Regions from separate parts of the Anas platyrhynchos genome. Here region 1 is linked to region 2. Evidence: chromatin contacts called from public Hi-C data. All regions are on one chromosome and are shown on one strand. The core of a region is the stretch at or near the end of the contact, and the rest is flanking DNA. Distances in the headings are between cores, read along the strand shown.

Evidence for each region. Hi-C and Micro-C count contacts between places; a contact is called where the count stands out from the background.
Region 1: a Hi-C map of F5 follicle shows a contact between it and region 2, with 2.0 times the contacts expected there. The contact joins two enhancer-like sites. A contact is called at or near these places in 5 of 8 Hi-C or Micro-C datasets (F5 follicle, liver, skeletal muscle and 1 more).

The regions. Positions count from the first base shown.
Region 1 is chr3:40,611,165-40,613,864 of IASCAAS_PekinDuck_T2T, reverse strand. The region is part of intron 3 of LOC140002144 (a long non-coding RNA gene); the gene reads left to right. Among named protein-coding and RNA genes, the nearest start is that of PPM1B, 31 kb to the right of the region's middle. Within about 2 kb of position 1,349, at least 1 of the 8 cell types and tissues checked has an H3K27ac peak or open chromatin away from gene starts, as enhancers often do.
Region 2 is chr3:40,518,721-40,521,420 of IASCAAS_PekinDuck_T2T, reverse strand. No RefSeq gene overlaps it. Among named protein-coding and RNA genes, the nearest start is that of SLC3A1, 3.6 kb to the right of the region's middle. Within about 2 kb of position 1,365, at least 2 of the 8 cell types and tissues checked have an H3K27ac peak or open chromatin away from gene starts, as enhancers often do.

The DNA of each region.
Region 1 (2,700 bases), core at 100-2,599, 92 kb before region 2:
GATTACTCTGAGGCTTTCTGCAGTTACATTCAAGGAGGTGTTCATTTCTCCCTTTCCCTTTATTTTTCCTTGAAAGGAAAGGCATCTTCCTTCCTTCTCCCTTCCTGTTTCTCTCTGCTTCCAAAGACAGTTGCACAACTTGTTGGAGCTTCCCATAGGAGCAAAATGTCCTCTGTCCTGCTAAATTCAGCAAAAAGTGACTGTGCTTGTATCTTGTGAATTTGTATGTTTAGTGCTTAGTTCCATGTCCAGGGCCCAGAGGAACTGTGCATGGCTGTAAGACCGCACACTGCATGCATTTGCACTCCTGTAATGTTGATATTTACTGAGGCATAGAAGTTCACAGCTGTCTATTCTTTCATAGATAATCAATAAATCATACGTCAGCTCTGGTGATTATGCGTGTCAAGTAACAAGTCATCAACATCTAAGCTATTAAAGATCATGCACTATTTTTTGTGTTAGCTTAAGAGCTGTAAATATGTTCTCACTAAAAGAAGGAAACAGTGAAAACTAAGAAACTCCATACAAAAAACATCACTTGCTGCCATTTCTGCCTCTGGTCAGGAAATGTTTATGGAATAAAGAAAGAGAGCCTTCCCCAGTAAAAAATGAAAATGAAAAAATTTGCATGATCTATAAACCGCCCTAGCTGTCACCAGCTGACAGATCTGAAATATGAAAACCACTTCTGACATTTTCTGATCTTAGCCTACCAGATGGTGTATGGCACTTCCAGACCAATATGAAAGGGAAGATAGGAATGGGTGGAAAGCAAAGCAGATCGTAATTGTAAGCATCCTCTTTTGTAATTCTGGCCATTTGCTACTTCATAAATTAATCAATCTGATTTCCGATGTGTGGTTATTATTCTACTGAAAATTGGACTAGCATAAATGGATCCCGTTCTGCATCCTGGATGAAGATAAAGATTACAGAAGATAAACAAAATTATGTGAGACTCTGTATTCATCTCCTTACCTCCGTATATTCCCTTCTGACACAAAGATATTTATGGTCTAAATTAGCGTTAATGTTTTGCAAGGCTTAATCCATATTACGAAGTGGCTTTGTGATAAACAGCTAAAAGAGCAAAACATTACAATTCTATTTCCCAGACTATAATTTTCTGCAGCAATAGAAATGCATTAGTGCTGGTTTTGACTCCTCTTCTGCTAAATAAGGGCATGTTTTAATGCGTTTTTGAATCTGCCGTACTGTGCTCTTCTGAGGTAGTTCATTGACTTATTTCCAACTAAGAAAATATGGGCAAATGCTGATGTGCTGAAATCTGGAATTGAACATAACATCTAGGAGCTTCCCTCAAGATGGCACTACCGAACTGCTTCACATACCTCTGAACCCTTATGTAATCTTGTTTATACAGCGTCAGGGTCATTTTAAAGCTAAGATCACACGATGCTAATTTGGCCAATGATTTTCACTTTCATTTTGGCAAAATGCCTTCTTTATGTCTAGGCACAGACATTTAAAGGCAATATTTTTGTGCAGGCTCTGCCAATAGAGTCCTGTAGTCAAGGAACACTTGTTAAAAAATAGCCAGGATTATACTTTCCAATTTGCCTTAGAAACTATGAATCCCTCTGAAATCTGCTGTGCAGATTCATGCACGTCAGATTTACAGGCCTTTTTTCATGTTGGCTGAAACTCTGGATCCATGCTGAACTGAACATGTAACGTGAATTGAAAAGGATGACACAAAGTAAGGGGGAGAATGGGAAGAATGTATTTTTCCAATATCTGTGAAGAGAGGGAACCCCTGCATGCAGCTATCTTCGTTCTTGGCTAGGAAATTCTTGTCTTTGCACAATCCTACTAGAGCTTCCTGAAACACTGTGTAGAAATCAGAGGTCATATAGCATCTAGAGGTGAAAGGTCTGGAGCAATGTTCATTATTTCTTCTCTCGTTTCAAGCTTTGCAAGAAATACACCCCAAACTTCCCACATGCTATCTTGACCTTTGTACATGCATGCAGCCTTCCATGCTGTGAGCATAGTTGCAAAGAAAATCCAGACACCTTTTTTCATATTTCCTTTACTGACTTTCCACAGTTGTCCTCAAAATAGTGCTCTCTGAGAGGGCAGCTCTCTCGAATAGTGTTATTAACAAAAAAAATAAAAAATTCTATAGGGACTTTTATGCAGAATTTCTACATAGTTTGGGACAAGGCATCAAGGAAAACCTTGCTGTTCTAAATTGATGAACTGTTAGAGGAAACTGAGCTATCTTTTGCAACAGCAATCACCTTATAAACCACTGGAAAGAATCTGGTTATTCTTCATTCAAGTCTTGTAGGAGATTTAATGAAATTATCCTCATCACAAGACTAAAGAACCTTGTTACGCTATGCAAAAACTATGCTACGCCTTGAGTAAGTGATTCATCAGAGCAAAACCTCATCTATGTAGCTATGAATAATGTGAAAAAACCTGAACAACACAGAACCAAGAAAACGTTTTTACACCGTGAAAGACAGATAGCATCAGACTCCATGTGATGAAATATCTAACCTTTTCATAGAACCACAGAATGGTTTGGGTTGGAAAGGACCTTAAAGACCACTCAGTTCCAACCCCCTGCCATGGGCAGGGACACCTCCCACCAGACCAGGTTGCTCAAAGCCCCATCCAGCCTGGCCTCGGGCAGCTCCAAGGATGGGGCAACCACAGCTTCTCTGG
Region 2 (2,700 bases), core at 116-2,615:
CATCCAAGTTTAATGGTGCAATAAGGATTTTGACCTCGGTATGTAAAGCAGATGTGTTTTTCCAGTGTGTTTAAAATAAAAATGTTTCAGTTTCAGGAGCAGCAAATGTGAACACAATAGTGAAACCAAAATGAAATACCTTTCCCAGTGCTCTGAAATCTGCATTTAATTTGGCAAGATACAGTTGTGGGAAATACTCCACTAATGCAAACAATCTGCATGGTGGTTAGAAGTGTGGTGTTTTACCACAACTTCTCAGTCTACTTTTAGTCGTGGGCACCTTTTTCACCATACTGGGTTACAAACTCTAGGATGGGGAAATGCGTTATATATTTATCTGCTCATTCCTACTCATCTTTACCTTTCAAACATTCAGGTACTGTTGCTTAAGAGATTAGAGCTACTGTATTTAACTTTGCTCTCAACTTGTTAGGGGATGGAAGAAAGGCAGATAATACGTGTGTGAAAAATTGCAACAACTATTTTGTATGTAGTTAAAATATTTCAAGTGCTGCTTCTGGAAGTGGAATGGGAAGAAGGGATAATAGCACATTGACACCAGAAGGGGCTATGCCAAGTTTGAGTGCTGTTCTGCTACCTGAGAAGGAAGGAAATCACCCAAACAGCTCCTGCTTTTCCTCATTATTGTTATATAATGTTATTTTTTCTTTTGATTTTTTTGTGTTTCGTAATGAAATGTATGTCAATTTGCTGGTGAGAGGACCAAATAGGTAGAAGGAAGTTTGTGAAATTCAACATATCTAGTCAATATGGCCAGTTCTAGTCTGGTTCTAGCCTCTCAGCCTTGAACCATATTAAACAAAATTAATCAAAAGGAGGAAAATGTGCAACCTGGACATCATTGTTGATGTAAAGATGTATGTCTGAACCTTCAGTTCTGAAATCTTAGAAACAAACTGTTTTTGTTCTGAGTAGATTAGTGTGTTGTACTTGGTGCTACAGACTCCAGGACATCACAGCAAAACTAATATGTGAAAACTATGAAAGCACCTGTCATATAATGAAAGGCAGGCGTTCACTTTAGTCCTTCTCTGGGAGAGACGGGGTAATGCGTTACATGTGATAGTTGTATTTGAAAGACTAGTGGGGAGAAAAGTTTAAAAGCATTATGTGAGTACTTGTTGAACGTGGGATTACGTTTTTCTTTGGTTTGTTAGTATGGATGAGCTAGATCAAAGCTGAAACTGTTTTATGCAGATGGATGCTCTGAGATCTGGCACCTGAAAAGCCTGTGCAGATCAGTGGATTTATTAAGTTCAAAATGGGAAGCCTGCTGTTCATTGCAGCCAAGACTTTCTTGACCTTTCACCAAAAAACTTCCACGCTGATAACTGGATCCTTGAATGCCAGGGGATTCCACAACTGAAAACCTGAAGTTGTTAGGAGTACTTAGCATATAATGTTCTCAGATAAACCTCAGTTTTTAGATTAAAAAAAAAAAAAAAAGTTTCACTTCAAGGCTTCACTTAAGACAAAGAGGTGCAGCATGGTTCATAATCCTGAGTGGTATTTACCAGGGTGAAGACCTAACTGAATTCTTCTTGCTTTAGAAAAACTAGCATCAAAAGTAATGGGGGAAAAAAATGAAAAACCTGCTTAGACTACTTCTGTTTATCACTGTTTTTAGAGCAGAGTCTGTTTAAGCCAGTGTAGGCTGCACCCTGTCTCTTCCTCCTGGTACTGACTGGAACTTGACGCCCTGTTCTTACCGGCTTCGTTCTGGATGCACTCGGCCACAGTCATTGGGCTCCTCACACCAGGCCGCTCTACCCCTGTGCTTCTGATCTCCTGTGTGATGATGGGCAATGAGGTTAGATCAAGGCTATCAGTAAGTAACAGGTTCTTCTGAGCCAGCTGTGCGTACACAGGGGTTAATTACTCAACTTTACTGCCCCCACACCTCTTGCTCCCAGTAAACCTGCTCGTGCTGGTTCCTTGTTCACTTGGGGTCTTTGAACCTTGACAGAAGGCTCGTATACTCTCCCTGCAGTCCTGCATCCCACGTTCTGGTACTGATGATTTAATGACAAGCTTGGAAGGGACAGGCTCATCTCGTAGGGGCTTAGCCTATAGGAAATGCTGTATGAATGTTTTTAGAGACAGTTCCAAAGAAAAGGTTAGTTTGGAGGCAGTCAATGAGGCTTGAGCTGAGGAAATAGAGTTGTCCAGGGAAAACTATAGTCAGGTCTCATGTTGAATTTTAGGAACTCTTTCGTGAGTATTTCTGCCCACTGGACCTCTGTTACCCGTCTGTTAAACAGGAGTCATACCGTGCACCTTCTCAAAAGGAGGCAGTGGTTAGTAATGGGAATTAGTGTTGTGTTTTTTAGCAATTCTTCTAGCTTTTTAAAAATAAGAATTTTTTTCCATTTGCTTTTGTATGTTCAGGTCAATGTAAAATTTAAGATTAATTTCTGCCACTTAAGTCTGCAGTGAATGGTATGTGTATCTATTTGGAGAGGGCTTCTTGTAGCTGTGAAATGTTTTTGATGTTGATGTCGAGTTTGTGCTGGCCAGAGAGCACCTTCCTTGAACGCAGAGCCTCGCACGTGCCAGCTCTTGCCGTGTACTGCACTAGGCCAGCCCATCTGAATGGGGGGAGGTGTGCTTCAGTGTCGTTTTCCAGAAATGTATACTTCCAGTTCTTTGGTTTCACTTCCCACCGTTCGTATTCGTTTT